Regions from separate parts of the Mus musculus genome. Here all the other regions are linked to region 2. The links are chromatin contacts, called in public ChIA-PET, HiChIP or PLAC-seq, capture Hi-C and promoter capture Hi-C maps. All regions are on one chromosome and are shown on one strand. Each heading gives the region's core, a stretch centred on a gene start, on an enhancer-like site or on the middle of the called end of the contact. The rest is flanking DNA. Distances are from core to core; before and after follow the strand shown. Region 1 holds the start of Dhrs7b (dehydrogenase/reductase (SDR family) member 7B). Region 2 holds the start of Srebf1 (sterol regulatory element binding transcription factor 1). Region 3 holds the start of Tmem11 (transmembrane protein 11). Region 4 holds the start of Natd1 (N-acetyltransferase domain containing 1). Region 5 holds the start of Snap47 (synaptosomal-associated protein, 47). Region 6 holds the start of Arf1 (ADP-ribosylation factor 1). Region 7 holds the start of Zfp867 (zinc finger protein 867).

Region 1 (3,805 bases), core at 503-3,002, 610 kb after region 2:
CATATGCTTACAAGTACTCTAACATTGTGCTATATATTCTAGCCCAAAGCTAGTGCTTTTTGACAGAAACCTGGACTTCTAAGTACCTTAAGAGTCTGAATCCTATTTCCATTTTCCATTTAAGCTGGCTTCCTTGGACAATACTTTGGCAGGATAATCTTATGCCTTTTTGCTATTGGCAGATGGATGTGGAAGTCTGTAAATTCCACTTGTCCTTCACTGACACCTAGAGGAACTCTTTGTTACTATTTGGTACAAATGGAAGTCCAGACTTCTAATAAGTCTCCATTGACACTGGGAGGGGAAAGAGTGTTTAGTTATTGCTCTCTGCATGGCCTCTTTTCACACGTGGGAAGTGGTCTTGTCAGTGAGGGATGGAATTCCGACTCAACTCTCTACTTGGCTTCAGCTTACACAGAGAAGGGTGTGTGTCTGTGTGACTCCTTACACTTAAGTGGGGGTGGAAAGAGGAGGCTAGAGAGAATGGAGGAGAGTATGCCCAAAGTACATTATAAACTTGCATGAAATATCTTTATGCAAGCTCCTCTCATCTACAATAAACAGTCAATAATGAACATACAATAAATTTGCTGAGCAATAGTGGCTCATGCCCTTAATCCCATCACTCAGAAGGCAGAGGCAGGCAGATCTCTGAGGCCAGCCTGGTCTACAGGGTAAATTCCAGGACAACTGGGACTACACAGAGAGACCCTGTCTTGAAAAACTAAGATAATAATTTTTTCTGCAAACTTTGTATCTTTTGAAATAAAATTTATTTCCAGCTATATGTATTACAAATTGTATTGCTTATACACTCTCTTGTGTTGTTGACGTTGTTGTTATAATTATTATCTTGAGACAAGGTCTCTCTCTGTAGTCCTGGGTGTCCTGAAACTCGCGATGTAGACCAGGCTAGTCTTGAACTCACAGCACTTGGAAGGCAGAGGCTGGCAGATCTCTGTGAGTTCGAGGTCAGCCTGGTGTAAAGAACGAGTTCCAAGACAGCCAAGGCTACATAAAGAAAGCACTGGTCTCAAAAACCCAAAAAGAGGCGGGGTGAGGGGGAGAAAGAAAGAAAGAAAAAGAATAAAGAAAGTTCCTAGACTTAGCACTATTAATAGTATTAATATTACATGTAATAGTGACATATATGTATGTATATATATGTATATATGTACACATATGTATTTATGTATATATGTATGTATGTATATAATGTATGTATGTAATATATATATATACATATATATATATATATATATATATATATATATATATATATAATAGTAATACTAGAATAGTACGTTCCTAGTTGTGTTAAATGTGGCTCCTTGTTGGAAGGAAAAGTGACTACTTATGTGTAGGTCTGTTTCTAACCTCCTTAAAAAACAAAAACAAAAACCGAGCCCCCTCTCCCCATCTTTGTAACAACATCACATCGCCGTTTATAATAATCTTGGCAACTGTAGCATTTATTTTTGCTTTTTGAAGCAGTGTCATGCAGCCTAGCCCAAAGGGGACCTTGTATTCCTGAGCTGCCTCCCTTCATTTCTCAAGTACTCGGATAACAGCCATATGCCATCAAACTCAGCTTTGCAGAGCAAGTTCAGTTTTTTCTGAAAACCGATGGAACCCAAACCACTACTTAGAATTTTCCTCCGGAAGATTTACGGTATAGGACTTAAGCAGACTGACGTCATTTAGACCGCAAAGGCTAAACTCTACCTCTGTTGGGCGCATCTTCAGAGCGCATGTGCTTCCCGAGTATTGTGATTGGACGGAACCAAGCTGCATTTCGTCAATTCCGAGGCGGGAGCATGAAGTTGATTGACCATGATCTCTCCGTCCTTTAGGTAAAGGCTAGGGATGTTGCAACCTCTTGGTGAGTGGAAATGAGGACGGTGTCCTGTCTAAAGCGGAGGCGCGGGGTACATCTGCTTTAAGTGACTGAGTGAGGCTGAGCACGTTCTGGGGAGGCTGTGGATCCTGATAGCTTCCGGTTCCCCGCGGCGCCCCACAGTGAAGGAAGCAGGGTTCAGGCACTCCGCCCCGGCACGCTCATCGCGGAGATCACCTGGTCTCTGTGTGTGCGTTTCAGGGTCTGGAGCCTAGAGCGCGCAAGGTCGCGTGTGCATAGCTACTGTGGCATGACCCCAGTGGCACTCCTGCCCGGGGATGGTTAGGAGATCTGGGTTTTCGGAAAGGGCGAGCAAGATTCTGACTTTGGAACATCCATGAGAACAGCTTTCTTAGATTAGACACTTCCAACCCTAACTGTGCCGGTTAGCAGGTGCAACTGTGGGTGGATGCCTTAAACATTCAGCGACCGTTTCTTCAGTTAAAACTTTAGAAATATGGCAGTAGTGAAGAGTAAATAAGTTTTTGCTTGCAAGGGCTTAGCTAGTGGCTACATGTACTCAACACATGGTACTCATACATTACTCTCAGTTCATTAGCCTTTAGTATAGTGATTTGAGAGTTAATACATACGCCTTTCCACACAAACACTTGCACTAGCTCTCAGGTGGGTATTTACTTTTGTTATTTTTCCTTTTTATGCGATATTTTATTAAATGTCTTTACAGGACAACAGCCAGCCTCCAGACACAGCTGCTAAGACCCTGTAGGCACTGACTGGGACATGTTAGTTGGCTCTGGCTTCCCACCTTTTTGTTCTGAGATGGTGGTGGTGGGCAGGATCTCATGTTTGGGATCCAGGATGCTCACATGGTCAAGCAGAGGGTTGAAGGGCTGACCTTAACACTTGGGTGCCAGGGCAGCATGATCTTTAGTGCCCAGCACATCCTGTCTGAGCAATACACAGTGCAGGCAATGTCAATACAGTAACTAAAAGAGTCTCCACTGTGCATATCCACAGCCTTCATTGGCCCTCTGTCCTTAGAGCTTCCCATAACCCACAGCCTTGGAAGCCCTTGGCCCCACTGTAGCTGTCTTTAGATACACCAGAAGAGGGCATCAGATCACATTACGGATGGTTGTGAGCCACCATGTGGTTGCTGGGAATTGAACTCAGGACCTTCGGAAGAGCAGTCAGTGCTCTTAACTAATGAGACATCTCTCCAGCCCCGTACTTACTACTTTTAGTGGAATTGCCTGTAAAGACTTTTCAGTCTTGTAACCCTGTAGGGGTAGTGGAAAGCTTTAGAGAAGTAGCAGGTGGCAAGGGACCCCTTAGTGATAAGGTTTGAATTAGGCATCAAGACCTACTTGTTTTAGAAGTGCAGGAAGGGAAACTAACTGGAGTACCCACCACTATCTGTCTATTGTAGATACCCACTTTCCTCATCACAGCAGAGTATGAAGTCAGTAGTAGTATCTCTACATTTCGGAAGAGTCCTGGAAGCTTAGCTGCAGCAAATTAATGAGGGGAGGCAGGCTTTTAGATACATTCCTCTATGCAAAAGCCATGCTCATCCAGGGAACCAAGATTGCCTTTGAGTTGGTCATTGTAAGAGAAATTATTGAAAGATTGTTACAAGTCCTGTGCACCCGCTTAGTATGGAGGCCCAGGTTCCTCCTCAAACCCTAGTGCCAGGCACTTGGGGGGGATGCTGGTAGTTGCAATTACTCCCCAGGCAGGAGGTCACAAGGTCAGGAGCTGGAGGCCAGACCCAGGTAGACTTACTTTTTTTTGGAAGATACAAAATGTCTATTCACTCTAGCTAGAGAGCAAGTTCATCCAAGTCTAGCTTGGTAAATGGGTGAGTTTATTAAGGTGACTGGGTGAGGAATTACATAGAAGAAACGTAATTCAAAGGCGTCTGCATCCCTGAAATGCCCGTCT
Region 2 (3,620 bases), core at 792-3,291:
AGAGCAGCACTACCTCCATTTGCCTTCTCTGCCCTCAATGCACAGTGGTCCCTATCACAGGCTCCCTTTGCCAGCCTCCAGTGACCGGACACCAGGAGCAAGGAGAAGACAGCTCCTCTGGATCTTCTCTGAGGTCACAGCCAGAGCAGGACTTGATGCTCTGGGCACAGCATCATCTTCAGATATAAAGGTGGCAAGCTCACAGAGGAGTCATATGACAGAGGGTGAGAAAAGCAGGCTGGAGATGGCCAGTGGGACTGGCTCTCCTTGCCACTTTCCAGTCTTATGTCCAATGCTGCTCTGGGTTGAAGGAGACAGCTACATGGCTCCCCAGCCCCTGCCTCAATCTCACCTCTTCGTCCAGCCTTGGGAGCCAGAGGTCCAGGCTCTTGAGCCAACAGCCTGGGTCTGAGTTCTGTCTTGCTGTGGCTGCAAGACTTGGACATGTCATTTACCCTCTGTTTTTGGTCTCTTACTTGTAAGATAAAAGTATGTCTTCCAGCTGGGCCTGTCGGAAGGATTCAATGCAATTCTCAACCTAACACCAAGTACTCCATAAGTGTAGGCTATCCATGTTGGGATGGATGGACACCCAAACACCAAGAGGGAACTTCTAACAACTCAACACTGTACTCTCCTCCTCCCATCCCTCCTCTCACTGTTCCTAACCATGCCTGGATCTCAGGTCAGCCAAGATATCTCTAAACTTTCATTCCTCTTAAGTGTCTAGCAGTTTTTGTTCTCCGCCCCCCCCCCCCCAGACAGGGTTTCTCTGTGTAGCCCTGGCTGGCCTCGAACTCAGAGGTCCACCTGCCTCTACCTCCTAAGTGCTAGGATTAAAGGCATGTGCCACCACTGCCCGGCAGGTGACTAGCAGTAACTCCAAGCTTTGATGGCACATTTAGGTCTCTGATGAGGACGTAGGCACAGCAGTCCAAGGCTGTGTTGGATATAAAAAACAGCTTAGGTGTCTATCAACAGAGCATCAGGGGGCACAATCTACTGTAATCCCACAGGCCCCATTGTAGTTGTAGACACACAGTCATGATTATCTGGGGTGGAGGAGGATGTGGAGCAGCCTTAAACGAGCAAGAGAAATATAATGTTTTGAAACTGCTAACAGCCACCAGAGATCGTTGAACAGTCCACCTAACATGGATACATATCTTATAGTAACAATGACTTGCTGGGGTTTTTTTCTTCTCCAGATCCGCCGCCACTCCTTCCCTCCGCCCAATTGGTAGTTGTTGTTGACATGGGAGATGAATCATACTGAGCGAGTTCAAGTGATGTTTTAAAGGATCTAAGTGGCCTGGGGTGTGGCTCAGCGCAGAAAGCCTGTTAATATGTTCTAGAATCCGAGTTACTGCCCCAGAATCACAAAATTTGAAAAATATTCTAGAGAGCACCTTCTCTCTTCTATCAGATTTCCAATTCCTCAAACTCAGGTCCCGCCTAAAGGGCCTTTGCCTCCCCCTCCGCCTAAAAAGTATCTTTCCTTTCCGGTGAGGGGGCTGCTCCTTAGCTCTAGTGCACTCAAAGAGACCTCCCTGACCTCAATCCAAAGTAGCCAGATGCTTGCAAGCCAAGGTAAATGCAAATATCGGTTCGTGGACTTTCTTGGGAATTTTGGTGAACTCAAGAAATGAGAAACCCCGGGTCGGCCTGTGAACTGTACACAGGACCAGGCTTGAAGTTGAGTGGATACTCAGCGTGTCCAGAAACCTAGCCCACTGCGGTCCGGAAAGCTCAACCCTAGATCTCAGGCGCCAGATCGCGCAGTGCGCACGCGCCAAAGTTCCCGGCCAAGCGCCCTCGCCGGACGTGCGACCCTGCACAGGCCGCGCCGGAGCCCCGGGACACGCACCTTCGATGTCGTTCAAAACCGCTGTGTCCAGTTCGCACATCTCGGCCAGTGTCTGTTCCAGAGCCGCCTCACCGAAGGCCAGCTCGTCCATGGCGCCGGCGCCCACCCGGCTTCGGACTAGGCCCACGTTAAGGAAAAGTTCCCCGGAAACTGGGTTCCGCGGGCGGAGCCACCTGAGCGGAGGGGCGGGGTTTCCCATCAAGCCCCGCCCACCAGCCTGCATCCTGACAGCTCGCCTAGCGGGTTGAGACTGCCTGCCCGAGCCTGGTTTCTAGCAATCTCCTGCGGGTGCACAGGCACTGGGCCTTGGCTTCTTCTGTATCAGGCCAAGGGAGGGACCGAATGGAAGCCACAGGACTAGACCCAGCCCAGACATCGTTAGATTAAAGGGCCAGGGATGGGGGGCCCAGCATGAGGGTGGGAGCAGAGAACAGAAAACTCACTTCCTAGTCTTGCTGTTTAGAACCAGACAGTCCTGGGTCCAAAATACAGCAGATACAGGCCTGCAGTGGGGCCCCTCCACTATGTGCCTCTGTTTTCCTCATCTGTAGCCAGGGTCCAATTATCTATGAGCCAGCTGAGAGGTTAGAGAAGCATGGCCCATAAGACCTGTCCACCCTCTCAGCTTAGAAGTCTAGAAGTGGGCCTCCAGAGGAGAAGAGTTCTCAGGCAGAACCTGCAGGAGGAGGGGGTGGCTGGAACTTCTGATCTTGTCTTAATCCTATCAGTCCTACCATTGGAGCAGAGAGGACCTGAAGGGCCAGTGGGCTCGTACTACTCCTATAGAATGACTTGTGTCTCCAAAAGGATCTAGAAAAAGTGTGAATCTCAAAGTCAAGAAGGGATTCTGTGAGCCAGGCATGGTGGCACACTCTGTTAATCCCAGCACTTGGGTGGCAGAAGCAGGTAGGTTTCTGAGTTCGAAGCCAGCATGATCTACAGAGTGAGTTTCAGGACAGCCTGGGCAATACAAAGAAACCTTGTCTCAAGATACCAAAAAGAAAGAAGAGAAGAGAAGAGAAGAGAGAAGAAAAAAGAAAAAAAAGAAAGAATTCTGTAACAGAGGTCCTGAGGACCTGAGCCCAGCTACTGGGTCATATGTGACCTGGGGCCAGGCCAGGTGCCTGAATAAAGACTGAAAAGTGAACCCTGGGCCCTGTGACTTAGGAACAGGTAAAGCAAGGGAGGGAGGAGAGGTTCTTCGGCGTGGATTGAATAGACCATTCTGGCCCACAGGTGATGCAAGTTGGGAGGCAACGGCAGAACCTACGAGTCAACCAGGGAGGGTCAGGGCCCCAGGCCGCCCAGAAGCTGCCTTGCTCAGACTGCAGATACCTCGGCTGCTTTCACCTCCCAACCAATAGAGTTAGTTGGGGCAAGGAGGGAGGGTGTGCCTGGGCTTCACCAGGACACATTTTTGTTCCTTTCTCAGAGGAGCTGCTAGAAAATTACACAGGAGTTGGCAGGGCTATAAAACGCACATGGAGCCCTTGCTTTGGGGTCACCCTGCCATGTCCCACCATCAGAAGACACCCGGTTTTCTGAAAACTCAAATAGCCTGTCCCAGCCAGAAGGACTCAGAGGTCAGCTGAACCAGCACCACACCTGATGTGTAGCTGGGCTCACTGGTTTTCCCCAGTCAACTTACTAGAGCTGTCTCTGCAGGAAAGGGCAAGGTGTTTGGGGACATCACAACAGATCTGCCTTGTTCTGGAACTGTGTAAAGTGTACAGATCCACAAATACACATTTCA
Region 3 (3,510 bases), core at 40-2,539, 660 kb after region 2:
ACTGGCTACCACTTCTGCCAAGCAGGAAGACTAGTGTGGGATGGAAAAGCTGTCGTATGCAATAGCAAGAAACATGGGATGCGTCAGTCAAAAAGGAACAACGCAGATTAGTTGAGACACAACTTTTATGGTTGACAGTACTCATTGGAAACGGAGGGGAAAAAGTCAAACTTTGCTTTTTTTTTTTTTCTTTTCCTTTTTCTGACATCCACAGTAAAATGCGGAGGACTTAGCAAGACCGACTGGGCAGGTTAATCCAGTAGCGCCACCGATATACACCCACCTCCCCAAACTTCTTATCGTTGAACAGCTTCTAGTAACCTATTAGCTAAAAATAATTCCCAGAAGGAAAAGGCTACAAGTTCAACCCGAAACACGTCAACTACTCTTGTCATCCGGAAATCACTGGAAGAAACAAAACCCCTAGCGCCCCCAAACGCATTCAGTAGGAAAGGTCACTACAAAGGACTTAGGGCAGAAGTGCTCGAAGAGAACCCTCAAAAAGTGGCGACGATTGCTCGCTCACAAGGCGGCCAGGCTCAGGCTCTTGGAGGCGCGCCCGGCACGCTGCCGCTCTCAGCAAACGCCCCTATAAAGCACACGGCGCCGCGAGCCTCTACCCTCCTCCTCTCCCCGGAGCCCATCCACGCCACACCGGGCGCCCAGGCCGAGCGGGCCACGTGCGCGAGCCAGCGGCCCGGAGCCCACAGGACGCTCGGTAGGACAGCGTGGCGGCCCTCGCAGCTACTCACCCTGGCTCACCGCCCACCCGGCTGCGGGTCGCCGCCCCTCCGAGTCGCGCTCCCCTCGCTCCTGGCCGTCGCGCCGCCCCGCTCCTCCCACACCTAAGCCCCCGCGGACTGGGCCCCGCGCGTGGCGGGCACACGATCCGGAGTCGCGCGTGGCACAGAGGCTTCGCCGGCTCTGCGGTCGACCTTCGCCCGCGGTCGCGAGCCCAGCTTACCTCTCTCGGGAGCCGCCGCCGCCCGGACCCAGACGCCTCCTTCCCCACGCGGCCATCTTGGAGACTCTCGGTTCGTCGGGGGCTGGAGCCGACGCGGCTCAGGGCGCGCGGGAGCCGAAGGGAAACGTAGTCCCGTGAGCCGCGCGGACGAGGTGGGAGGTTGCGAGAAGGACTACACTGCCCACAATACCTCACGCCGGAAGCCTGCTGTAAGCTGCCGCGCGCAAGAGGGCGAGGGGGTGGGATCCGCCTTAGGAAAGAGTCTTCAAGTCGCAAAGTGCGAGTCGCTGCGCCCACCGCCTGGACGTCCTTGGGCTCCCAGAACGAGTGGCTGAAGGAGAGCGGAAAGAAAGCGCCTACCACTCCCAGAGCGCTTCGCGCGACGATCCCGCCCTCACAGCCTGAGAGGCCCAACCCTTGGCCTCGGCCCTGTTGCCCTTCACCGTGGCTTCGGCCGCTGGGGGCCTGAGTCCCCCAGTTCTCACACTTTACAATGACTTGAGCAGCTTAACCTTTCTCCTTTCCCATCTGCAGACCAGAACTCGTGCACCTTCAGTCCGAAGGTTACCTCTGCCTCCGCGGCGTCAACTGCCCCCCTCTCCTGACCGGAACTTGCCCGGCTGACAAATCCAGAGATTTTGAAGGTCTGTAGATGTGCTTGCCCTAAAACGCCTTTTCCTCCCAGTCAGGTTTTATGCTTGTCTGGTTTCTATAAAGTTCCTGGTTTTCAAATTGAATATGCAACTCCGCCTCCGATTGCCAAACTCGTAACACATGCAAGTGTGGCAAAAGAATAGGGATGTGTAGAGAGACGTCAAGAATAAGGTATGAGGGGGCTGCGGAGATTGTTCAGTACTTAAGAGCACTAACGGCTCTTTCAGGGGACTGTGGATCAGTTTCTGGCACGTGGTAGCTAACAACAGTCAGCTATTGCAGTAACGTCTGACGCCCTCTTCTGGCCTTACGACCACAGCACACGTGTAGTGCACAAAACACCCAGACACAATCAATCAATCAATCAATGCCAGTTGATAGTGCCTGGGATCCCTTCCTTGCCTGGATTACTCAATAACAAACAGCATGCAAGAGAAAAACTTGGCCTGGAGAAGGCAGGTAATGGCTAAGGACTTCAGGTTATGCATTCTTCCAGATCACTAGCCCATTCCCTACCTGAGTGTCTTTGTAAATTTTTTTTTTTTAAGTAAATTGCCTCTATTGCTAACTATGCATCTCTGATACAATTCTTTGTCCTGAGACACAAGAACCTAGGAACTTATGTAGGTGGTCCCTGTGACTCAGCCAGGAGGTAAAAATCTATGTTTTCTCTCCCATTTCCCCCTTCCTTAACTACACTCTACTACCCAGGAACATCTGTGAGAAAGCTCTCAGCTCTTTAGGAACCTGATAAAAGTGCAGGGGTGACGGGCAGTGGTGGCGCACGCCTTTAATCCCAGCACTTGGGAGGCAGAGGCAGGTGGATTTCTGAGTTCGAGGCCAGCCTGGTCTACAGAGTGAGTTCCAGGACAGCCACGGCTACAGAGAAACCCTGTCTCAAACAAACAAACAAAACAAAACAAAACAAAAAAGGTGCAGGGGCGTGTTCTCTTTCCCATTACCCTATAGCCACTGCCTAGGGGATGTCTGAACCCTTTTCTCAGCCCTACTGCAGTATGAGCAAAAAACAATGTGTACTGACCAGGGACTGCCAAGCCCACATTTAAGCTGGGAAGCAGCTAGCCAGGAGGGTCTGCCTTTACTGGGAGTCCTCAAGGATCTAGTGTTCTGGTGCCAAGTCAGAGACATGGTGGATCCCACCGGGGATCTATGTCCCTGTCTTAGATTTATTTCTTGTTGCTGTGATAAAAATACACAAGCCACTTAAGGGAGAAGAGGATTTATTTGGCCTACACTTCAGGTCATAGTCTGCGGTGGTTTTAATAACGGTCCCCATAGGCGCATATATTTAAATGTTTGATTCCCAATTGTACTGTTTAGGAAGAATGAGGAGGTCTGGCTTTTATTGTTGAAGGTGAGTCACCGGGAATGGGTTTGAGGTTTCAAAAGCCCATGCCAGGCCCTGTTCTTCTTTCTGCCTGGTGATTGTTTCAAAATATAAGCTCTTGGTGACTACTCCAACACCTGCCTGTCTGCAGCCATACTCCCCACCATAATGGTCATGAATTCACCCTCTGAAAGTGCAAACAAGCCTCTAATCAAATGCTTTCTTTTCTGAGTTTAACTGTTCATGGTGTCTGATCACCTCAATAGAAACATAACTGACAGTCATGACATCATGGCAGGGAAGTCAGAGCAGTAGGAATGTGAGAGCGCTGTCACTACATCCACAGTAAAGAGCACAGGTTGGGCTGGAGAGATAGCTCAGCGGTTAAGAGCATTGACCGCTCTTCCAGAGGTCCTAAGTTCAATTCCCAGCAACTACATGGTGGCTCACAACCATCTGTAAAGGGATCTGATGCCCTCTTCTGGTGTGTCTGGAAACAGCTACAGTGTATTCATATAAATAAAACAAATCTTTTAAAAAAGAG
Region 4 (3,557 bases), core at 183-2,682, 690 kb after region 2:
AAAGAAAGAAAGAAAGAAAGAAAGAAAGAAAGAAAGAAAGAAAGAAAGAGAGAGAAGCCTAAGGCTTCTGCCTTTCTCTTTATGGATCTGATGTGCCTCCACAGTCCCCAGGAACTAAAAGCCTCACTGGAACTAAGAAAACTTCAGAAAAGAGGATCTGAAGAAAAAAGAAACAAAAAACAAACAAACCCTCAGATAAGGCCTCTCAAGGGATCAGGGCCAAGTGTCACAGTCAGCTGAGCTACCATCAGCATGACAGCAGGACTTGTTTCTCTACGGAAAGAATAGGGCAAGGGGCAGCTGGGCCCTGATTTGAATATGCCTCTGGTCTTGTTAAAGCTGGGCAGGTCCCATTTCCTGCACTCCCAGCCTCAGTTTACTCATCTGTAAGTGGGGCGGTATGTCACAACACAGGAAGTGATAGCTGCCCCCACGGTGGTTAGGTGGCACAAACGGGAGACCTGGCCTCCAAGTGCAGGTCACAGAAGGTTGGCTCAGGAAGTCAGGATAGGCTGCGTATGCTTGACTGCTTACAACCTACCTACTGGCCGACCACACTCAAGTGGTGCATCCTTCCAATCAAAATAATATGGGCAGTGGCTAAGTCGGGTCTCCCCAGAGGGCCCAGCTGGGAGGAGTGGGCTACAGAGAGCTCAAGGTCCCATATTCCACAATCTTTTCCAGCCCTAGAATCAATGGGAGGAGTGTCGGTCTGCTGGTACAAACGCTACAGATGAGGCTTTGACTTCTCTATCTGTTGAAAAGTAGCCATTTATCTATGTTTATCAGCACTTGCTGTGCACCAAATGTGTCATTCTGAACTTTTACTGCCACAGCATCTCATCCAAAGCGGTTTGCACTCCAGCTATCCCCATTGCAGATTCCGGGAGACCGATGCACACATTGACTAGACAAACTGGCCAAAGTCTCAGAATCACCTACCCGCCTCCTCCTCCAGGCCACATATTCCCTAGGTTATGCCCCAGGCCCCTGCAGGCTCCTCCACGGCGGCAGGAAGCAACCGAACACCCGGGGGGTGGGGGTGGCAGGCCACCAGTGACCTGCTCTCTGGGACCCAGGGTGGCAGCCCTCCGTCCGCGATGTCGGAGGCCGGCTGCGCTAGCAGGTGCGGGCTGCCCGGGCAGACGCGCTCCGGCGGTGCCAGTCGGGGGGTTCGGGAGCCCTCCCGCCCCGGGATCCATCTGTCCGTCCGCCCGCAGGTCCCGCCCCGTCCCGCCCGCGCGCGCGCAAACAAAGGCAGCTCGGTACCGTTGAGGCGCACGGAGAACTGGCGGCGTTGGCGGTCGTGCTCCACGCGGATGGGGCCGCCCTGCTCCAGTGCGCTCGGCGGGGTAGCGTGCGCCATCGCGCGCGCCGACACTGGGGACCGCGGGCCGCAGCGAACTGACTCTTCGGCGGCGCGGGCCGGAGAAGGGGGCGGGGCCGGAAATCAGCTGTGAGTCACGTGCGCTGCGCGCACTGTCTGTTTGGATACATTCCTGGCGTCTCTTAAAGAGACCGCGCTGCCCGTTTCGCTCGCGGCTTCAACAATGATGTGCTGGTCCATCCAGGGCGCCGATTGTCCTCCCGAATGCCCCAGAATGACTTTTAGGACCCACACGGACCCATATGCAAAACACGCAATGACCTATGGGGTAATTTAGATCCTCCCCGCGACAGCCATTTAATATTAGGCATTAGCCTCACTGCAAGCCTGAGGCAATAGATAACGTCAAATGCAAGGTGTTGACAGGCAAACCTACTCTCTGCTGGAATCGTGCGGGCTGGAGCTATGCAGCCCACCCACTCGGGCAGCTGTAGCTGATATTGAGAGATTACCCCTAGGCATGTTTGGGACTGGGTGAAAAGCCACCCCTCCCAAAGAAAGCCAGAAATATGAGGTCCCTAGGGAGCTAGCTACCCAGGAGCCAGTGTTTCTCTAGAAGTACAGTATTAGGAAAGCTTGCCGACCATGGATGTTCACAGAATCATATTCTGTTAATTACCGTGCAAATTTGATGTCCACATCTATGAGACCACCACACAGACATTAAAGTTTGAGTACCTCAGTGGAATGCTTGAAGGCTGTAACTTCAAACCTGTACAAAATGTGTGTCTGTGTGCGTGGCGGGGGCTGGGGGTGGGGGAGAGGCGGGGGACAGACCAACAAGGAAGCATTTTACAGCTAAATGGAGATCTCCGTGGGCTCCCTTCCAATTGATTTCTTCCTTTTGAAGTAGCTATGCTCCCTGACTTTTAGCGCTATTGACTAAACAGCTTTTCCTAAGAACATCCTATTTCTTAAGAACTACACAGTATTTACCTTTTCGTATCTGGTTTCTTCGCTTCCACCTGTCATCAGCTGTGTTGTTGCTGCTATCATGTTCACCAGTGTGTCAGAGATTTCCCAGGAAGCAGGTACCAGTTTTCCATCACGTGTTAATGGGTTGTTGTGTTGTTTTGGTTTGGAGCTGCTATGAGTAACAGGCTGTGGATGTCGTCTGGCCAGCATTCCCTTAGGGTAGCTCTCAGGAATATACTGCCGAGTTTTATAGCCAGTGGATATTTTGTTTTGTGAAAAACTGCAAGATCCTTTTCCAAGTGTACGACCTCACATTGCCACAGAGAGTTCTGTAAGTTGCAGTGGGCATTTTGTCATTAGTGGCAGTGACTGACTCTTGAACCTTTGCCCAGGCTGCCAGGCCATTTAGTCCCCATTTAATGAACACTTTCCTCTGTAACCCCCCCCCCCAATCTTTTATTTGCCTTCTTCCAATCATTTTTATTGCTTGGTTGGGGGGTCAGACATACTACTGAGAGAATCTTTTCTGAGCAAATAATTTCCTTTTAACAAGTGGGTGTTGTGTCACAGCGTTTGTAAACAGAAGGCAGTGCGGAGGTGTGTCATTATATGCAAAGTGACTGAAAGGGATCCAGCCATCATAGAGGGCCTGGAGCCTGGTTGGCAGAGTCAGAGCTGGAGGCAATTGTGAACAAGGAAGATTAAAACCTGTGAGTCTCAGGTGACGTCACTTCCAAAGAATGTAAGTGGAGATGGTCAAAATATGTTCCTGGACAGTGTCTGAACAGGCCACTCATCTGCAGGCTGCTGGGCCTTTGGATGACTACTGCCCAAGCACCACTTCCTGGGGAAGTCCTCCTGTGCATTTATGTCTACAGACGTGGCATCTGACCAGCCAGTCTAGACCAGGGGAGAGTCTGATCTGATAAGCCTCCAATAGGGCCTGGCACAGTGGTTGTCTACCTATGGGTTGTGACCCTCGAACCAGCCTTTCACAGTGGTTGTCTAAGACCATTGGAGAATGGCTATTTACATTAATTAATAACAGTAACAAAATTACAGTTATGAAGTAGCCATGAGAATAATTTTATGGTTGGGGGAGGGGGTCACCAGAACATGAGGAACTGTATTAAGGGTCGAAGCCTTAGGAAGGTGGAGATCCACTGGCTAAGCACAGTCCAGATTCTTTTCTTTGACTCTTTCTTCTTTGCTTCTGTCTCTTTCCTTGCTGGGGTCTGTAAGCTCTACAGAAATT
Region 5 (3,897 bases), core at 1,181-3,680, 770 kb before region 2:
ACACTGGGATTGGCATAATGGGTCTCTTTCAGCATTTCCACCACACATGTGCCCTTGAGTAAAACTCAATAGCAAGTAAACAGCCTATTTTTAGTTAATTTCCAAAGTAACAGAAGACGCAACATTTTGCACACCTTCCCATTACAAGGCTGAGTGGGAGAACAGTGGGGCAGTGTGTCCGAGCGGGGGCGGCAAGACTGGCTTTTTCCATTACCTGCCCTCCTGCTCTGTAGCAGACCCTCTTTCCACTCCCTCAGAAGTTCCCATCCCCACCCTGGGAGGCTCAGGCATGCTGTCTGAGGATGTTTCGAGCAAACACCACAGCCTTGCTGCAGGGTATGCTCTAGAAATTCAGAGAGAGAAATGAGACTGTGCAGTGTTTCCACCTCCCCTCCCCTCCCCAGGGTGCCAATTCCAATCCTTTCCTGTTTTCTTCTGGGGTGGCTCTGCCCAGGATGCGCAGTTTCCATAGGTCTGTGTGGGCTGGGGATGTGCATCACCAGCACTTCCCAGCTGGAGGTAGGAGAGGCAACTTCATGGGCACACACCTGGGTTTCGGGCCTCTCGCCAGGCCTCACATAATCGGCTCTGTTACTAACACCCAGAGGCCAGCTATCATGTGAAGACCAGGATTACAGCACTAACTACACAGGGCACAAGGGCTCATGTTCCCATTACAGTGCCACAGGCTACGCTGCCCCAGAGCTCTTGAGAGCATATATACCTACCTGCTGGCCCTGACCTCTTTCTTGCTCGTGGACAATGGTCTTAGATACTCAAGCAAAGAAGTAATTCCTAACTGGGTTTCATACTTTCCCAGAAAACAAAACAAACTACATATTTTACCTCTACTCTCATGTCCTAGTCAGTACAGGATTCTGGGACCCTAAAAGGGTCCTTATCAGTGAACACCAGAGGAAGAATGTCCTTAATTCAGTTCAGCTCTGACAAATGTCTGCCTCAAGATCATATTAGGTCCCAAGGGTGGGGTTCTGTCTCCCAAGATGTCCCTACATTGGTGCAGATGCAAGCCCAGGTTGTAGTACCACTCTGATGGCCAGCACCTAGAAAGCAGGGTTCCAGAGGTCCTCCTTGGTTTGGAGTTCCCCTAGAAGCTCGTATTACTCAGAAAACCACCAACTTCTAAGAAGAACCAGCCCTCACCTCCCTAAGCACATAGGATCCTCTGAATGGGTCTTCTAGGGATGCTGTGGACATGACTGATGAGACACTGACCACTGATGACCCACTCAACCTTTAGCCCTAGAAGCTGAGGGCTGGGTTCAAAGTCCCCACCCTCTGATCCTACTCAGGTCTTTCAGTGAGCCATTCCATCTGGAATCTACCCTACTGGCTGTTGGATGGTGTTGGACTCATTAGCATGCAAAATGGCATTTATCAACTCAACCTGTCCAGGAATTTTAAGAATTGTAGGCCAATTGTAGGAGGAGATTTTAAAAAATCTAAAATGGTGTTTCCAAATATAACATGCTGCCAATGCAGGAAAAGAGGGAAGAGAGGGAGGGGGTAACAGGGATAAAATGTATAAACACATGCATACCTGGAAAAAACTGGCTCAATACCAGAGTTAGTGATTACACGTGAATGGAATTCTGGGTGCGTTGGGGTTTTATTGTTGTTGTTATTGTAACCTGGCTTTTTTTCTTTTGGAGCTAAGTCATGATTTGTGGTTCATTTTGGCTTAGAACCTCGGAACCTTTCCGTTTCAGCATCCCCAATACTGGGATTATAGGCGTGCACCACGAGTCCTGGCATCGATGTTTCTCGTCACTTGAATTTCTCTATGAGCTGTCATCTCTACCATGACCTAGCCGCAACACAGCTCCAGACAAGCGTCACGATAAAGGCCACAACAGGCGAGTTTGGCCAAACAACCCTCCTCCGCCTCGTTTCTATCCTTCCCCTCTTCCCAATGCATACATACCTCTCTACCTGAACCTCAGCATCTCCCCCCCCCCGCCCCCCAAAAAAGCTCATTTTCTCCTTTTAATTTTTCCTCGTTCTATTTCTAAGGAAACATCACAATCCTTTAAAAGGTTCCTCCACAATCTATCCAAGACACTCGGGAACATCACCCCCACCCCCCACCCCGCCGCCCAACCCCGCCGCCCCACCCCCACCCGCCGCCCCACCCCCACCCCGCCGCCCCACCCCCCGCGGATCCTGACCGCCCGCTCTGCGCCCCAGCATCCTCTCAGGACCCAGTCATCCTTTGAGGTTTGAGACTGATGTTCATCTCCTGTGTCGGTGGCGGGCTCCGGTACTGGCTAGCTGCGCGGTAGCAGCTCACCTGAGGCAAGAGGAGCACGCAGAAGACGCAATGGCACGCTCCACTGGACCACCAGACAGAGACGCCAGCAGCTGGGGAGCAGGTCAGCCACTCGGCGAGCGCTTGTACGCCTGCGCGAGAGGGCGGGGCCGCGTAGGCGCGCACGCGCACACCCTGGGAGCCCCAAGGCCCGCGTTCCTGCTGGAATGTCGCACCTGTGGCTTTTCGTTCCGGGCTCTTTCTCTGTGGTTACCACTCCGAGCTGATTTTAGGGGGTTTCTCAGCCTCCGGTCCCTATTTGGGGTGTAGCGAGAAGCCGGACTGGGCCTCTGGGGTCAGGTTTCCCGGTGGATGGATCGGGAGACACGCACCTTTGCCGAGCGGTACTACCGGGACCTCCGAGACCCAGTCCCTAGCGGCGGTGGCGGCCCCACACCCAGCGGCGTGACCTTCATTCAGACCCCGAACGCCTTCTCCTATGCTGACTTCGTGAAGGGCTTCCTGCTGCCTAACCTGCCCTGCGTGTTTTCTAGCGCCTTCACCGAGGGCTGGGGCAGCAGGCGGCGCTGGGTGACCTCGGAGGGAAAGCCTGACTTCGAGTATCTGCAGCAGAAGTATGGTAGGAGGGCGCAGACGGGAGGTATAGACCCCGGCATGGGAGGGCGGCCGGGGCCGGACAGACTAGTGGAGTCTGGATAATTCGGCCAGAGGGTGGCCGGACCCCAAGATGGTGAACTACGTGTATGACTCTGCCATTTCTGTGCTGACTCTCTCGCTGCAGGAGACGCGGTTGTACCGGTTGCCAACTGTGGAGTGCGAGAATACAATTCAAACCCCAAGGAGCACATGTCCTTCCGCGACTATATCAGTTACTGGAAGGACTACATCCAAGGGAGTTACTCCTCTTCGCGGGGCTGCCTCTACCTCAAGGACTGGCATCTGTGCAGGTAATAAGACAGGACGGCGCATGGCCATTGGGCACTTACCCTAAGCAGCTAGTGCAGCCAGTCCAGGTGGAGCACGCCCACTGCACTCAGAGGGGCTACCTCTACAGCAGAGTTCTAATGTGTATCACAGAACTGATGCGAAGATGTGGGGAGATCAACATAGCGAGCCAGGTAGACTATTATGGGGAAGGTAAGTCTTTCGTACATCTTGTATGGGTACAGGCGGCCTGGTGTCTCCTTCCTCTTCTGTATTTTTGAGCTGGTATCTCAGATCCTCTGGGGCTGTCCTCTCTGCAACCCCACTGAGAGGACGCTTGTTCCTTCTACGATTGCTCTGGGGATTCTTGCCATCCCCTGGGCCATTCTAAGCTCTCTAAAGGGACAAGTGACCTTTCCGCAACCACTCTTGTCCCACTTTGGAAACCCCTTTACTCTTTAAAGACACATTCAATACTCTCCCTTATCAGCTTCCACTTTTCTCACACAGCATCTTGTGACAGCTTTACTTAGGAGATTTTTGACGTCTTGCTGGAGCAAGAATGCATTGCAGTCAGTAGAAACTACTTCAAAATTTGAATTATGGTGTCTTCCCAGGCTAGCTATATATGGTCTGTTCATCTCCCACCCTTCTCTCTCAATGATGGACAGGGTCAAGAAGCC
Region 6 (3,668 bases), core at 458-2,957, 990 kb before region 2:
CTAAACCTTTTTGAAGTAGCAATTCTGTACATCTGCCTCACAAGCAAGAGAACAGTGTGGTGATCCAGTGACTCAGACCCATTTTCAAATCTAAGGATAAGTGAGAGACATTCCAATAAGGGAAACCTTTATGCCACAGAAGACAATGTAGTTCACACATCTGTGACTGGCCCTTACACCACACAACTCTCTGGAGAAACAGAGAAACCAGGTAGTAACACAGTGCATCAAATCTCATAGTTTAGGCTATTTCTGCTAGTGCTGCTAAAAGTTCAAAAGTGAGGACACTATAGTCACCTATGTCAGGCACTGTGGATACTGGCTAAGACAGAGGAGAGACACGAGGCCAGCACACAAAGCACCATGGCACCTCACTAGTCTTCTGACAGACACGGCAGAAACCACCAGAATCAGCCTGCAGGAAAAACTGCTGACCACTAGTTGTGAAACAAGAACTACAACAGAAGACTCCAACATGGGTTGTGGCATCAACTACTGGGCTCTCCAATGACTTCTGGGACCAAGAGCAGCTGACCCTTCCTTTCCTGACAAAGCAGCCAGTTGCTGTTTGAATGGGAGAATTCCTTCTTGATGTGAACAGAATCCCTAGCATTTTGCATTTGTTCTATGTAGCTAGACCATACAACATATGTAGCTACCTACACTACAAACTGACATGGCACGACCACCCTAAATGGACAGCCAGAATTGTGTACTGGACCTGGTCTCTGTACCTGCGGACTGCTCAGAGGCCGGGAACGGGTTATTCCATGGGCAGGTTAAAGATTCTCCAATTCAGAATGGCCTTTCTAATCCACCCAAAAGTGCATAAAGGAGCCGGTCAAGAGGCGAAACAAGGCTCAAACCCCTCCGGGGGCCATCGGCACCCCAATGCAGATCTCACCGACGATATTCGGGGCCCAAATCACGGCTAATTGGGGATCACAGTGGGTATTCTGGTATCCCCCGAGATCCGCAAATGCGCGTGTTAAATCCCAGCACCTGGATCCGCAGTTCGGAGCCCCTGTCCGACACCTGTCCCTTTCCCTTCCCCCTTCCTACAACTTCGGTCCTCCAGGCCGACAGGAACCGGACTCGAGAGACAGAAGAGGAAGACCTCGCCACCCGAGTGACCTTGACGTCGTCTCGGGGCCACCCGAGCCTCAGTTTCCCCAAGCCCGCGGTTCATGCCGTATCTGAAGCGGCCGGCTAGCCTTTAAGAAGGAAAACCCCGTGACCCCCCGAACCCTGCTCCCCGCTCCCAGGCTCTCGGGCCGTGGAGCCTAGGAGAGGCGCAGAGAGGAACAGCAGGAAACCTGGCTTCCTGGAGAAGAGCCGGCGTCCTGGCCGGACTTCCGGGCTGCGGCCCGCGGCGGGCGGCCAGGCAGGCGTAAGGGCCGCGGAGTGGGGGAGGGCCAAGCGGCCGTGGGCGACGCGGGACTCCGGGGCGTCCCGATCCTCTGTCCGGCCTGCCGCCGAGCTCACTGAGCATAGACCTCAGGCCGCCCGACCGGACTCGGTCCTTAGCAGCCGCAGCTGAGCGCCCCCTTGACTCCCACGATGACCAGCCCGCGGCCTCCCCAGTTTCGGCCTCAGCGCGCCCCGCGTCTCACCTCCGCGGCGGCTGCTCCCAGCCAGGCGTTGGTTTCGCTCCCACAAGATGGCGGCGCTGACGGCAGCCACGTCAGCGCCTGCCGCGGGGCACGCCGGGGGAAGAGGGCGGGCACGCAGAGGGCCCCGCCCCCACACGGATGGCGCTTGCGCGTCTGCACTTTGTAGCCTTCACGGGGCGGAGCCGAGGTCGCTCTGTTTCCGGATCGGGTCCCGGGCTAGCACTCTGGCTCCCGGCACTAGAACGAGCAAGGGTGTGGTGTATGGAGTTCCGTGTCCGCCGGCGCGTGCGCACGCGCGCCTTCCTGCGGAATTCCAGCCCATTCCGCGGATGCGGGGGTTGAGGCCAGTAAGCGTTCTAGAGCGCCAAGGTCAGAGTGGGAAGGTCGTGTCAGCCCTAGGAGGTGTAATGTCCTTCTCACAGTACCCCAGGGTCTCTGATATTCCAGCTGGGCCCTGGAATTGAAGAGAATGATGTGACCGACAGATGGCCAAAGTGGGAAGAGGCGCAGGCCAAATGTCAGACAAGCACCATGTCTCCACACTGGTCTTGGACCTGTGTGCACGCTCAGAGCTGACTGAGAGGACCAGACACCTGCATGGGCATAGCACTGCCTGAGAGGCAGTGATGGGGTGGCCTCCTTCAGGGTGCAGGTGAGGAGGAATCCGTTAACTCTCCCCATCGATGCAGGAATCAGGCCCAGGCTCTGTCCTCCCTATCCAGTTCTTCCACCCCGTGTGCTGTTGGGAGAAGTCCCACAGGTAGGAGATGTTGAGGGCCCTGGGAGATTCTTTTGAGCCTGGAGCCCTATCTATTGAGTTAGCAGGAGACAGTTCTGTTACCAGGGCCTGCTTCAGCCACTGTTGTGTCCAGGCACAGGGTACAGGGCATCCTCACTGTGTTTGGGGGTTGAGACCTCCAGAGCTTTCTCCCCAGAGTTGTGGGTGCTGAGCCTGGCAGGATTCGATGCAATAGTCACCTTCTTGACCCTAACACATCCCTTTCCATCGCTCAGGGCTCCATTTTCAAATGCTGCTTCTGTAAACGTCTATGGGGGTGCTTGCCTGTTCTCTCTCACCCTCAACACACAGCAAGTGTTTATACAAAGCCTTGGGTGTCGCTGCCTGCCACCAACCCTGGAGAAATGGCAGGACATCTCCTGAGACCTGTGATTCCAGCCATGCCAGAAGCCTGTCTTAGCCTCATGGATAAGTCGACAAAGAGATGGGGTGTCCAGAAAACCGCAGGCTAATAGTCAAGAACCAAACTCCCTTTCTGTACCTAAAAAGGCTAAAATTATGAAAAAATGGAGACAGGGTGGTAGTCATTCTGTTTATTGTAATGTGACCACTGTACATTGTAGTCCCGCTCAAAACATCACTCTGTACCCCGTAAATAATTATTTGTGTCAGTTAAAATTTTAAACAGCCTTTGTAGATATTTAATATCCACATGTGTAATGGATGATACATTTGAAGTGGATACCTACCTAGGCAGGCTCTTCCTACCTCCCCAGGTCAGCTGAAGCCACAGTGAAATTTTCATATTGCACATGAACTTTGAATGTTAAATTGTATATTCACTTAAATATATATAATTTTTCAAGATTTACTTATTTTATCTATATATGTGAGTGTCTATAAATATGTATGTATACCATATGGGTGCCTGGTGCCCAAAAAGTCCAGAAGATCCATTGGAACTGGAGCTACTGATGTTTTGAGTTACTATGCAGTTTCTGGGAACCAAACCCAGTTCCTCTACAAGAGCTGCAGTGGACTTGACCACAGAACCATCACTCCATCCCCAAGTGTGTATTAAAAAGGAAGTTGGACAATTGAACTGAAGAAACTCTTCATACTATTGTCACAGAGGACCCAAGCTCTGTTCCTAGCTCCCAACTGCCCATAACTCCGGTTCCAGGGACTCTGAAGCTTCTGCCTCCACAAGCACGTGCATAAACCACACACAGTTAAAAAAAAATCTTAAATTTTTAAAAATATTTATTTTTTAAAAAACAAAATCTTTAAAATTTTTAAAAGAAATAGAAAGCCAA
Region 7 (3,713 bases), core at 494-2,993, 750 kb before region 2:
TCCAAAGGTCCTGAGTTCAAATCCCAGCAACCACATGGTGGCTCACAACTACCCGTAATGAGAGCTGATGCCCTCTCCTGGTGCATCTGAAGACAGCTACAGTGTACTTATGTATAATAATAAATCTTAAAAAAAAAGGAGGGGGCTGGAGAGATGGCTCAGCAGTTAAGAGCTCTAACTGCTCTTCCAGAGGTCCTGAGTTCAATTCCCAGCAACCACATGGTAGCTCACAAGCATCTGTAATGGGATCCGATGCCCTCCTCTGGTGTACTGAAGACAACAATAGGGTACTCATATACATAAGTATTTAAAAAACAAGGAAAAAAATGAACTATTGAGATGAGGACTATTCGATTGCTCCAGCTCCAGGTCCTCTAGCTGCTCCTCGAAGAGGTTTCACCCCAGATCTCAGGCTGCTGTCTAAGTGGATGATGAAAGGTCAACTTTAGGCTAGGACATATGGCAGCTATAAGAAATTTGTCAGCATCTGGCAGTTCTGAACCTGGGACCATTACTAATAGGAAATGAAAAAGATATTGTGTCAATTTCTATTTATTTAGCAACGAAAATAAACAGTAATGGTTGTCACTTTTAAAACCTTTTACAGTAGAAGTTGGCATTTGAAAATACTGGTACTGAAACTGTTGGGGGCGGGGGGCACTGCAGAGATGGCTCAGTGGTTAAGAGCATTTGTTGCTCTTGAAGAAAGCTGGATGGAGTTCAGTTTCCAGCAACCACTTTGGGGCAGCTCATAACCGCCCATACCTTTAGCTCCAGGGAATCTGACACCGTCTTCTGACTTCCTCAGACACCCACACACGTGTGTGTATCCACATACAGCCACAAATAAAGGCGGGATGACCGCCTGGCATCCCGGCCTTCACTCTGCCGCTGAGGGCACAGAGATAAGTTATGGTCCTTAACCTGCAGTCACCCAGGATTCATGGAAGGACAGCCCTTCACAGAAGCAGGAGCTATCTCCAGAGAAACACCTAGTCCCCTTCAGGTCTCAAATGAGCGGAGACAAAGATGGGCGGGGCCCACCTTACATTAGGCTGCTGTGTTTAAGCTTTTTTTTTTTTTGGTCTGGCCTTCCTCTATTTAAGCCTAAAGCTCCTGTCCAAAGATCAATTGGGGTAGGAGTGTCCTAGACCCTTCATCTGTCCCGCTTCTACGGTGCCCGCACTGACGAAATCTCTCTCGGCTTTTTCCTACTAACCAACCATCGATGTCCTGAGACTAGCGGGGGGACGGCCCTAAAGACTGGAATTTTGGGACTTCACTGTGAACACGGGGGCGTGGGACAGGCAGGCGAAGAGTAAATAGATTGAGACCCCACTTTCCAAGACTCGGGAAAGCCCAGCCATGGCTGAAGGGCGGGAACCCACAACCAAGAAGCCAGCGTCCCAAGTCCTAAGGTGGGTCGGCCATGACGCCCCAAGTCCTGAGGTGAGTCGGTCAGGCCGCCGCGAGGGCAGATGGGAAGCGAGGGGACCCAGGACACCCAGGACACCGGACAGCACCGGGATCGGGCCGCAGACACCAGCTACGGAGGCCTTCCCTGCGGCTGGTACTGGTTGGCTGTAGCCAGCGTCGGCCGGAACGCTCACCATTTCCGAATTTCTGCTGTCCCGCATCGTCGTCGTCTGCACCTCATAAGGACGCTAGCTACAGCGGAGCCACCATACACAACTGTGAGCCAGACATAGAACCTGAAGAAACGGAACCTGAACAAGAACTAAACAGTGAAAAGAACCAAACACCGCGAGAGTAAAGCATCCTGCCCCGCCCCTCCGCTCGAGCTGCGGCCTGATTGGACAATTCCACTCTGATAGACGAAGGGTTTGGACACGCCCCCAATCCTTGAGTGATTAGGGATGTAATCTAACCTTTGACAGAGAGATACTTACGGGACAAGATTTGTTTGCACTCTAGCAATGGCCCTGCCAGGACAGGACACACTTGTACTTTACCTACAGAAACATATCCATGGAACAATAACATATAGATAGATAGATAGAGAGAGAGATAGAGATAGAGATAGATAGATAGATAGATAGATAGATAGATAGATAGATAGATAGATATACACATATACATACACACACACACATATGCTATTTACAACTGGAAATTCCTAACATGACAATTATTTGAAATTTTTATTGTGAATACATTGAGACAGGGAGGGTCTCGTGTAGCTTGCCTCAAATACAGTTCAGGCCAGCCTTGAACCCCCGGATCTGCTTGCCTCCATCTTTGGAGTGCTAGAAGGACATGTGTGCTATTATGCATCACTGGGGATCCTGCTAAGGACTTCTTGTATTCTAAACAAGGACTCTGCCAACTGAGCCAGAGCCCTCATTTTTAAAAATTTAGATGTCATAATCTTCCTAGCTTGAGGACTGTAATGGCTATTGTTGGTTGTCACCTTGGCTACGTCTAGAATCAACTAAAACCCGAGAGGCTGGGAATGCTTGTGAGCGATTTTTCTTGACTGGATCATCTGAGGTTAGAGGACCTACTCTAACCCTGAAGCACACCTTCATGACAGGCTATATGATGCAATGTGGAAGAAGGAAGCTCCTGCTCCTTACCTGCTTGTCTCCCCTCCCATTGGCAAGTCTGTCTCCCCTGCCACCAAAGCATGCCTTTGCTGCTATTAGAATCTACTTCTTTAGGGTTCCAGTGTCTACTGAGGACCAACAGAGACATCCGTCCCCATGGGTTGCCCACAGCTCTCTGTTGGGGGACAGCTAGTATCGAACTAGCTGAACCACAGCCTGTAAAGCACTCTAATAAATTATATATATACTATCAGCTCTGTTCATCTAGAGAGCTCTGGCCAAAACAAGGAGCTAGCCTGAGCTTTAAAAGGGAAGGCACTCCTCTAAGATAGCAATGTTGAATAGAAGTTTTGTTTGTTTGGTTTTTTTTTTTTTTTTTTTTTTTTTTTGGTTTTTCGAGACAGGGTTTCTCTGTGTAATGTTGGCTGTCCTGGAACTCACTCTGTAGACCAGGCTGGCCTTGAACTCAGAAATCCGCCTGCCTCTGCCTCCCAAGTGCTGGGACTAAAGGCATGCGCCCCCACTGCCCAGCTTCGAATAGAAGTTAATGAAGGGCCACATCTATAATTTTTTTTTAAAGGGTGAAGCACTCCAATGCCAATTTATTTTAATCGGGCTCTGTGTTATCTATGGTTTGCCTCTTTCCCTTATAATCGCACAACCTTTGAAAATTACATAAGTTGTAATGATCTAATACTATTAATAGCCATTCAGAAAAAAAAGTCCCCTCCCGCCCAACAACCATCCAGGGGAAATTTAAAGTCCTCATTAGAGGCCAGCTCAACACGGCCTCTACCCTGGTAGAAATAAAAATAAAAAAGATGAGGAGAAAACAAATCGGCTAAGAGGTGTGTTGCCAGTGTCTTTCAGGAGTGGGGCCCTGGCTGTTGCCTGGGTGGTGAAAGGCAGAGCCTGCAGCCTGCAGGACGGCAGCCGGGCGGCCTCACAGCTACATCTTCCTCACCCCGGCACAGCCACAGCCCAGTTTAGGTGTCTTGAAAATCCTTTAGCAGGGTTCTTCTCTGCTGCTCTGCTATGTGCATCTGGTTTTCTAAGTCCCCTCTGTCGTAGCTGTCTGCACGCTCAACTTTCCATGAAAGGTTTTCGATCTCAGCTTCCAGCTGAGCCTGCTGGTATTCAAACAGC

The links. Promoter capture Hi-C pulls out the DNA fragments that hold promoters and counts their contacts. ChIA-PET counts read pairs in DNA pulled down with a chosen protein or histone mark. HiChIP or PLAC-seq counts read pairs in DNA pulled down with a chosen protein or histone mark. Capture Hi-C pulls out chosen DNA fragments and counts their contacts.
Region 1: a contact with region 2 is called in a FOXA1 HiChIP or PLAC-seq map of pancreatic cancer cells. The contact joins the promoter of Dhrs7b here to the promoter of Srebf1 in region 2. A contact is called at or near these places in 1 of 39 promoter capture datasets (liver) and 2 of 115 datasets of contacts at active chromatin or transcription factors (memory CD8 T cells and pancreatic cancer cells).
Region 3: a contact with region 2 is called in an RNA polymerase II ChIA-PET map of memory CD8 T cells, with 6 read pairs. The contact joins the promoter of Tmem11 here to the promoter of Srebf1 in region 2. A contact is called at or near these places in 1 of 484 Hi-C or Micro-C datasets (CD4 T cells) and 1 of 115 datasets of contacts at active chromatin or transcription factors (memory CD8 T cells).
Region 4: a FOXA1 HiChIP or PLAC-seq map of pancreatic cancer cells shows a contact between it and region 2. The contact joins the promoter of Natd1 here to the promoter of Srebf1 in region 2. A contact is called at or near these places in 1 of 39 promoter capture datasets (liver) and 3 of 115 datasets of contacts at active chromatin or transcription factors (bone marrow-derived macrophages, microglia and pancreatic cancer cells).
Region 5: a contact with region 2 is called in a promoter capture Hi-C map of liver, with 2.3 times the contacts expected there. The contact joins the promoter of Snap47 here to the promoter of Srebf1 in region 2. A contact is called at or near these places in 1 of 39 promoter capture datasets (liver) and 3 of 115 datasets of contacts at active chromatin or transcription factors (bone marrow-derived macrophages, large pre-B cells and pancreatic cancer cells).
Region 6: a contact with region 2 is called in a capture Hi-C map of embryonic stem cells, with 4 times the contacts expected there. The contact joins the promoter of Arf1 here to the promoter of Srebf1 in region 2. A contact is called at or near these places in 1 of 39 promoter capture datasets (liver), 1 of 484 Hi-C or Micro-C datasets (embryonic stem cells), 1 of 115 datasets of contacts at active chromatin or transcription factors (large pre-B cells) and 1 of 9 other capture datasets (embryonic stem cells).
Region 7: a contact with region 2 is called in an RNA polymerase II ChIA-PET map of memory CD8 T cells, with 16 read pairs. The contact joins the promoter of Zfp867 here to the promoter of Srebf1 in region 2. A contact is called at or near these places in 2 of 115 datasets of contacts at active chromatin or transcription factors (bone marrow-derived macrophages and memory CD8 T cells).

Annotation. Positions count from the first base shown.
Region 1 is chr11:60,828,879-60,832,683 of GRCm38.p6, forward strand. It overlaps Dhrs7b (dehydrogenase/reductase (SDR family) member 7B), which reads left to right and starts at 1,753. Exons shown (of 7, transcript NM_145428.2): 1 at 1,753-1,853. The coding sequence starts at 1,834.
Region 2 is chr11:60,218,586-60,222,205 of GRCm38.p6, forward strand. It overlaps Srebf1 (sterol regulatory element binding transcription factor 1), which reads right to left and starts at 2,042. Exons shown (of 19, transcript NM_011480.4): 1 at 1,868-2,042. The coding sequence starts at 1,958.
Region 3 is chr11:60,877,749-60,881,258 of GRCm38.p6, forward strand. It overlaps Tmem11 (transmembrane protein 11), which reads right to left and starts at 1,290. Exons shown (of 2, transcript NM_173453.3): 1 at 965-1,290. The coding sequence starts at 1,020.
Region 4 is chr11:60,912,360-60,915,916 of GRCm38.p6, forward strand. Natd1 (N-acetyltransferase domain containing 1) reads right to left here and starts at 1,433. Exons shown (of 3, transcript NM_025294.5): 1 at 1,270-1,433. The coding sequence starts at 1,366.
Region 5 is chr11:59,447,604-59,451,500 of GRCm38.p6, forward strand. It overlaps Snap47 (synaptosomal-associated protein, 47), which reads right to left and starts at 2,431. Exons shown (of 5, transcript NM_144521.3): 1 at 2,312-2,431. Jmjd4 (jumonji domain containing 4) reads left to right here and starts at 2,442. Exons shown (of 6, transcript NM_178659.6): 1 at 2,442-2,909; 2 at 3,072-3,237. The coding sequence starts at 2,642.
Region 6 is chr11:59,226,560-59,230,227 of GRCm38.p6, forward strand. Arf1 (ADP-ribosylation factor 1) reads right to left here and starts at 1,708. Exons shown (of 5, transcript NM_007476.3): 1 at 1,614-1,708.
Region 7 is chr11:59,470,731-59,474,443 of GRCm38.p6, forward strand. Zfp867 (zinc finger protein 867) reads right to left here and starts at 1,744. Exons shown (of 4, transcript NM_178417.3): 1 at 1,611-1,744. The coding sequence starts at 1,637. It also overlaps the pseudogene Gm12263.